Regions from separate parts of the Anser cygnoides genome. Here region 2 is linked to region 1. The links are chromatin contacts, called in public Hi-C maps. All regions are on one chromosome and are shown on one strand. The core of a region is the stretch at or near the end of the contact, and the rest is flanking DNA. Distances in the headings are between cores, read along the strand shown.

Region 1 (4,271 bases), core at 1,296-3,795:
AACCACAAGGGAAACCAGTGACAAGAGTCTGTCAAAAAGTAAAAAAATGTCAGTAGCCTGGAAATTTTATGATAGTGTAACCAAAGCTGTCATCTGAAATTGTGATCCTGCATGGCTTTGCTGTTACGATTTCTCCATCTCAACAAGTTAAATTCACCCTAAGGACAGAACTGAGTTATGCCAGTGTCTGCTCAGTGGACCAAGAATTTGGTTTTCATGGTCTGTCCTAGAAATGTTTTAAAAGAGTTGTAATTACATTTTTTTAAATGTTCTTGCCAAGGCATTTCTCATGGACCAGCTTCTGTTGCAGGTTGTCTTGACTCTGTGTGACAAAGGAAGAATTTGTGTTTTGAACATCGGCAGAGGATATAATACAAGGCTCAAGTCCTACGAGGTAATTTTGATATTAATTAATCTCTTTATACAGTGATAGATTCTCATTGGTCACTAGCCTTGATATGCTGAGATGGGCCACTTTTAGGCCATTCTCACTCATTTTCCCACTCTTGCAAATTGGTTTATGTTGTGCTAAAAAGTTGCAGAAGGCAGTAGGCACTAATCCTGCAAACATGATGACAGTTGCTTAACTTTTTGCACATCTGCATGTGAATGTAGATCACTGGGATGGTCTTTGTACAAAAGTCAGTGCATGCCTAAGTCTGTCCACAGAGGTGGAGGCTTTCAGTGCAAGAGGAAAGAAGACTAAAACCATTATTTTCCTGACAGGTACCCAGATCTTATCAATATGTATGGAGGCAATATACATTAATAGACACTGGAGCCAATACATCAACACAAACGCAGGCACTCACATCTATTGCTGAGCTTTTTGTCATATATATGCATATTTTTTAACTGTTGATCATGGCTAATCCGTTCTCAGTCCGAATTCTAATTTCTTGTCTCTCAATCTCTTATATAGAGATGAAATGCAGCTTTGGGACAATTCTACTCTTACTACTGTGATTGTGATTAAGAGTTGAACAAATTGTTTCATTGTCATTGAAACACTGTCTATATGACATGCATATCTGACCTGTAAGTGTATAAGAACCAGTTGACAAATACAGACAACCATTTCTGGACATAGCACAGTCTCTTACATCAGTGATGTGTAGATGCAGGGACAGTTTGCCTGAGTGCAATGCAAATCTATGTTCTTAATTAACTACTTCACACAGAGATTGATATTGTCTTTCTGACACATGGCAGTTTGGGAGGTCAATAATACAGACCTGTCAGCCTTCAAACTCATTTCTGAGTTGTTTAAACATTCAGAGTGAATTCCAACACTGCTGAAGCTAGAGGAAGTTTTTTCTGTAGTTTCAGAGAAAGTAAAATACACAAAATAGTATAGAAATAGTATAGAAAAAAATGGAAAAAATATTTCAATGAAAATAAGATTCTGAAGTTACTCCTAAAAATTAAACTAGTTTCCAAGCCATTTAGAGTCAGTTTCTTAAGGTAGCTAGATGCTCAGCTCCCACAGATCTCACTGGGATCAAGCAATTAGACAACTTGGAGAAACAGCAAGGTGGAACAGTAGCGTATCTCTAGGGGAGTTCAGCCTCAGCACACGAAGCAGTAGGAAACCAGGCTTCCTTGGCTGCTCTGTACCTAAAAAGATTTGTAGGAAATGAAGCTCGTTTTTTCACATCTTCCACAGCTTGTCCCCAGCTTCAGAGGCATTGCGCAGGACAGAATTCAGTCCTAATAATTAACCATGCTGGCCTCAAATTACGTCACTTGCTCCTACAGTATCTATAGTGCCTGTAATCGAAAGTCATGGGTTTCAGTACTTTCCTGTATTTTCCAAAACAAAGAGTTCAAAGTAAGTCAGTAAACATCTAAAAAAAAAAAAAAAAGTGGGGGGGAGGTAGAATATATGTCAGAGTGCTAAAAGTTAACAAATAGCTCCACCAGAAGAGTGCATAATTTCAGCAGCTTTCCCTAAACAGAAGACAGCTTGCGCTCATCACACAGGTTTAAGAGACCTCTAATTATCTGCTGCTCTTTTCTGCTGCTTCTTCTATTTGCCATATATGCAAGGATACATTTACAGAGGTCCCCTGACCCTGATCTCTTGCCTCTCTTTCCTTTCCTCTGTTAAAATGTTTTCATTTTTGCTCTCACCGCACATCTGTGAGTACAATTAACTCCAGACAAGCACGCCGGCTGCCAAAGGGGACAATGGTGGCAACCAAGCACCACAAACGGTTGAGACAGACGCGTTGTTTCCTCCCATCTTGGACATCTTAGAGAATGGGAAACAAGATTTGCAAGCATGGGGGGGCATGGAGGGACTCCCTGTGAACAGCAGGCACACAGGCCCCTCAAGCTTACCTGGAAAGGGTCGCCGTTCATCTTGCAGTGCTGTGCGTCCATGTTGTGGAGGCGGCAATGCCCACACAGGGAGGCTGCGGGTGAAGCCTTCTGACCTTACTGTGGTGGCCAGAGCTCCGTGCAAAGGTATTTAAAGTAGAGGAAGCGAGGCAAAGCCATCCCCTCCTCCAGCTCCCTCCCCCCAGATGCTGTGCCAAGAGGGCGTTCTCCCTCCACGCCCCCCACCCACCCAGCCCTGGCACACGGACAAGCCAGCCCCTTCGGTCCCCCCCAGCATGCAGCGGCACTCCAGCACATTGTTTCTATCTGTGCCCAACGTGGACAAGCAGCATGCTTTGAATTAGCAGCCTGTCTTCCACAGATCAATGTCAGCCGCTGCTTTCGTTCCTGCACGTCAATGCTTTGACTTGGGTTCAGCCTTCCCCCTTGTCTGTTCCTTTGGCTGTGTGTGTGTTTAGCGACCAGTGGGTTTCCCTTCCACGTGATCGGAGATCAGATGTTCTCCAGGAACCTCTCTTTGCGTGCCAGACACGGGGCACAACTCAGCAGCGGCTGGACTGTTTGCCTTTTAGTGAGGCCCTTTGGGCTGCATCCAAGAGGTCAGAGAGCAGGGGACAGCTCCGCACACCAGGCACTGGAGACAACAGAGGCCCAGTATAAAGCATTAAACAGGTGTTAACTTTGTGAACCTTGCTCTGGGATATGGATCTCAACATGGAGAAAGGGAAGGAGGTAAAGGAAGAAAAGGAGCAGGGAGGAGGCAGAAGAAATGCAGAAGGTGCGCATGTGTTTTTAGGTATATCAACCATGGAGAGCTACAATGGGAAGAGGGGGAACATGAATGAATTTGGAAATGGTTAGTAAAGGGTTGGTACAAACCAGCCAACACTTGGTTTGGAAAGAGTCACCAGAGAGATTGAAGGAATGAAGGAAAGTTATAGCCTGATACTAGAGGGCAGGTGAAAAGGAAAAAAAGAGAATGGTCAAGATCTATTTTGTTATTTGGAAGGCTGAAGTCTACACCAAGACAGGCTATGTCACGGCAGGTAATCTTGCTGCATTTTTCTGATGAAGATAAATTCTGTGGAACAGAAGAATCAGCCCTTCACAGTTATTTGAGCCTTGAGGGAAACTCTACTGCATGCTCAGAACAAATTCAGACTGATGAATTTTAACCAAGACTTACCATGAATTATTTGTAATTATGAAATCCAGTAGCTGGAAATCTGATCAGTAGGGAGCCACTTGCAAGAATCTTAGTCCAAACCCATGTTCAACCCCATGACCATCAACTCAGAATCCAGCCCAGTGAAATTATGCACTGTATGATGTACATCTGCAGTAACTCAGAGCTTTGGACACAAAACACACATTTTTCAGAGAAACTTCTTGTTTGTCCATCATATGGCCATATGCAGTGGTAGAAAGTGACTTTCTGAGGTGAACTGCAATCCTATATTATGGGCTAGCAGCCAAGGTAGGCAGCCAAATATGATATACACGTGCCACCCTGGACATTGCTGGCACCAAAGCATCAGGTTGGGGCAAGGAGAGATGGTCCAGTAGGTGAAAGGCAGCTTGACCTTGTTACCTGCCAGCAGTACTAAAACTACTGTTTTTGAACTGTTCAGTCAGCAGGTTCACTATGGGAGGCAACGTTTTGTGTCCCGTGTTTGTGCATGCAGCACCCAGCAGAGTTCTGTCGATGATAGGGGCATTGAAGGCCACCTCACAAAAAAAAAAAAAAAAAAAAGTGAGATGAGGATGGTGATAACACTGATTATAGTAGTCCCTGTGTAGGGCAGGACAGCTTCCAGTAACTGTTCTTGTTTGCTTTTTGCTTTGTCCACGTGCCATGCCTCTCTACACGGTATGTTTTTCAACTAGATTTTAAAACACTTAGATACATGTCCTAAGTCTGACCAAAA
Region 2 (4,271 bases), core at 1,266-3,765, 130 kb before region 1:
ACAGGCTGTGGAGTCCCAAGGACCTAAATTTATCTTTCATGGTGACAGGTTTCTGTTTTTGAACTGAGATCTGTGCTATGCCTTTCTGAGGCATAATGAAAACTTTTGCTCAGACCAGCATTCTGACAAATATGATGTTCAGAATATAATGTTCCTGAAAGGTACAAGAAAGGATATTTGTTGCTACCATCACTGTTTGTCCTTTCTGTTTTGTTCTTTTGTTCTATAATTGCCTCTTTTAGTCTGTATGCATATTTTAACACCTACACCTTGTTATGGCTTCAAGGTTATGGCTTTAACTGAGGCCTAAAAGACTAACTCACACTAAGTCGGATTTGACATCCCTGTCTATCTTTTATTCTACATAAAGTGACTTCCATACTATCTATTCATAGCTTCCTGAGCCTCCCCAGGTAGCCCATTCCTGCATTGTGGAATGGGCTTTGTTTGATGTGACTTGGCTTTTCTTAAAATTAGGCTGCTAATTTTGCTTTGTAATTGCAACTACATGTCAAATAGGAACAAATATGGTTAAAAGAAATAAACAAAAAAAATGTACAGATTGCAATGATAAACCAAGATGAAGTTCTATATTCCAGAAAGTTTTCCTATTCCACCATTCTGGACACCCCCTTTCCTTCCTAGATAGTGCTGGATATTAGAGGCCTCTCTGTTTCCCACCTGCCTCTTCATACCACATCTTTGTCACACTCGTCTCCAGACATTCCTCCTATTCTCATATTCTTTTCCTTAGTCCTGCATAGCTCTGGACATAACTTTTCTCTTTTCCAAGCAAGCTGATCTCATATCAGCACCAACACTAATCTTACTGGAACAGTGTCACCCCTAGAGGTGTGAGAGTGGGATCTAAAACATAATAGCATTAAAATGTATCATGGGGTACACAGGCAAGTATTCTGTGGGCAGGAATAAGGCACATCTAATCTACAGGAATTCTTGTGTCATTAGTATCCTATATGTTGTCCTACAGGGTCAATTATAAATAGTTCTTTAGTCACTAGATGGGAAACATTTTTAATTACAAACCTTAGTCTCTAAGCTTCTGTGTACCTTCTTCCTGGACAAACATATGACAAATGATTAATATTAAACCAAACATTGTTCATTTAACAAATAACTGAAAAATGCATTATTGGTTAAAGGCTGTTGTTTGGGAGCAGTGTTTTAGAAGGGAACATGTAATAAAATGGGAGGAAACCCAAGTGGCATCATAGAGCATTAGACTGAGGCTGAGGCTGGTAACAATTGCAGTCGGTCAGCTAGGCAAGGCTCTCAGAATTTACAAAGAGATGAGAACAGGTCTGTTAGATTTGGAAGTCAGGTTTTAAGCCATATTTTTCGATTGCACAATTGTTAGAATTTAACTCTTATTTAACAAGTAGACTTCAGCATTTGAAGTTGCAAAGTCCATCTGTTCAGAGTCATCTCACAGGATCTTTTCCTCCTGGCTGGGAAGTCTTACAAATTAGCCTTTTTTGTCACTGCTGTGCAGTTAATTTTGAAGAAGATGTGAATGGCATTGCAGAAGTCTCCCTTTCCAAGGGACAGCCAAAACTTCCTTGGCTCACCTGCCAGCTCTGTTCTGACTTCTGTGTCACACATCTGTCTGCTCACACCACACTGTTGGACCACTACTGAGTTTATGGGAATATTTGTGACCATTCTTAATTGAGATGAAGGCTATGACTCCAGCAGCCAACAGCAGGCAAATATCATCTGTCTAAAAGATATACACACTCTTTTATAAAAGTGCATTATTGTTTCTGGCACTTCCTAGATGTCTGAGCTCAAGTGCTGGAGAATGTGAGGGTGGGACATGGTGACTCAGCTGTTTGCTATATAGCATTCGTTAATGTGTTGTATATTTTTCTTGTAAGAACAGTTATAAATAGTTTTGTAGTGATCAGATGGGAAACAGTAAGCATAATCCTTACTCAGCATCACTGGGGAATAAGCTTCCCACCACTTTCTTTCTCTGACACCCTTGTGGTTCCCCAACTGCTTTTTCTACTGGGACGGTGCCTCCTGCCCGGTGCTGGCAGTGCAGACACTCCTCGCCTGATGGGGTGAACAGGAGGGCAAAGAACCAGGAGGAATGCAGGGAGCCTGACTCTGTCCCCACATCCACATGCCAGCTAGATCAAATGGCTATAGATCTGATTCAGGGTCCTCTGAAGTCCAGGCAAATATTTGTATTGATTTCAGTTGCTCTGGATCAGCACTTGTGTACACAGATGAAAGTAAGCTTTTTTTTCCCAAAAGGGGACAAAGTCATATTTTCCTTTCATAGAGAGAAAGGGAGTGCTGATGCCATCTTCCCTGCTCTGCCCCTGGGGCAGTCCATCTAGATATTGTTGTGCATCTTGGTCAGTCGTTAGAGTTCTAGATGATCCCTAGACAGTCGTTCTCATGTGTACCCCCCCCCTTCTTGTCATTGCAAGGCAAAAGGGAGTGATGCATGAATTTTTCTGCCCAGTAGTTCTGAATGTGGAAGGGGTAATCTAAGACCAGAAACATTTCATGGAAAGTGCCAGTTCCAAATGAGGAAAAATTTAAACCTTCATTACCCAAGGTAGCTGTAAGTGAGTGTGACAATGCCTTCATTCTTTAAAAGCGCATTCCACTTGTGCCACCATGCAATTTCTGTTTTTGTTTTGTTTTGTTTTTAAAGCCCTTGTACCTGAAAGTTTTGTTGTTTAATTGATTTTTTTTCTTGGAAGAATATAGATAAGGAACTCACAAGCAAATAAACACTGAGGCTACAGTCCAGGTAAGTTCACTATTTCACAAGTCATTTAAGTTCACATTCTTGCATCTCTTTGTGTGCATCCTCCCTTGGCATGATGTAGAATGCAGTTTATTTTCAAGAGTTAACGCCTGTGGCATGTTGTAGGCATCAGCATCAGAGCAAAAATATGTAATAAGGCCAAGCCCCAGGGACCTGCATGATTTAAAAAGAAGGGCTTTATAGTCCATGATTTGTCAGTTTGATTGGCTGCTGTTGAGGTAATGGTCTGTGTTTAATTCAGCTTCTTGACTTTAATTCTGTGGTTTCAAAGTCTATCTCAAATGCTGGTCAAGCCTCTCACTATAAAACCCTGCTTTGAAATTTCAAATGGGACAACTTTCTTTTGCATGTTGTCAAGGTCATAATGAAATAGAAATTAAAAAGATTATGTCAGTAATTATATGGATTAAAAAACTATTCCATATTGTTATTTTTCAGCAGGAAGGAAAAGGTGTGAAGAGTCACTTTCTTTTTACTTCTGAAATGCAAACGAATTCAGTTATTCAGCTCCTGGAGTATGTTTCTAATGATCACTTTTGGTTGGATTCTAGAATGAGTCTCTGGATAAGGTCCTTCTAAATAAAAATAATATTGTTTGGGGGTAAAACACACAGTTACAACTTTTACAACTTCTGCAATGTCTTCATAAATGATGGTATTTTGACTAATGCTAATGCAATGTCTCTTGATCAATAAAATAAAATTTTCCAGGTATTTATGGAATGCCAATCCTATTTGGGGCAAAGATCTTCTAAGTGGTTATCCTCCTGAAAAAACACCCAGTCAGAGCTACTAGAAGAAGAAGGCAAAGGTCTTTGTACTGTCAAAGTAAGTTTTGTACGTTGCCCTCAGGAAGGTTTTGTAGGTATACCTGTCTTCTTGTTGTATAGTAAAAGTTCGAGATTTTCTGCAATGCTACCTATCACTGAAAACATATCCTAAACCCGGCTTCATTTAAAGTGCCCTATAGGCCTGCACTGTGAATACAGACAGGGCGTTTCAGCCAAAATACCATAATGAGAGCAGTGCTTGGGAACACTCTGTTTTAGCAGAGCGAATGTGAACAAAGGGTAATTCACTAAGACTGCCAGAATCCTAATGATTTCTAAAGGAGTGATTTTAGAGAGGGGAACGATATATTACTGTGTCAAAATACTTGTACTGCCTTATCCAACTGTCTTAGATCACAGTCTGTGTGCGTAAGAGGCAAAAATAGATGTTAAAAATAATATAAAAAATCTCTAGCATCTCTCAAAAAAAGATCGTAATGATGATTGGAAATAAAAGTGAAATATAAATTTATTTGACTATGAGATTACACATTGGAAGGAGGGTGACAGTAGTAACCTATTGTGTCACTGAACACAGCTCACTGTGTGCTGTTAATAATGAACAATTACAGAGTCTTCTGGAAAAATTTAAGAGACATGGCCGTAAATTTGGTTCAAGAAGAACATTGAAG

What was found. Hi-C and Micro-C count contacts between places; a contact is called where the count stands out from the background.
Region 2: a contact with region 1 is called in a Hi-C map of liver, with 17 times the contacts expected there. The contact joins the enhancer-like site here to the promoter of PAH in region 1. A contact is called at or near these places in 2 of 7 Hi-C or Micro-C datasets (both in liver).

Annotation. Positions count from the first base shown.
Region 1 is chr1:59,972,178-59,976,448 of Taihu_goose_T2T_genome, reverse strand. PAH (phenylalanine hydroxylase) reads right to left here and starts at 2,545. Exons shown (of 14, transcript XR_010831701.1): 1 at 2,344-2,545.
Region 2 is chr1:60,098,580-60,102,850 of Taihu_goose_T2T_genome, reverse strand. LOC106035819 (a long non-coding RNA gene) reads left to right here. Exons shown (of 3, transcript XR_001206983.3): 2 at 2,742-2,791; 3 at 3,521-3,776. Among named protein-coding and RNA genes, the nearest start is that of IGF1, 81 kb to the left of the region's middle. Within about 2 kb of position 2,515, at least 2 of the 3 cell types and tissues checked have open chromatin away from gene starts, as enhancers often do. A contact at or near this core is called in liver, where this site is marked.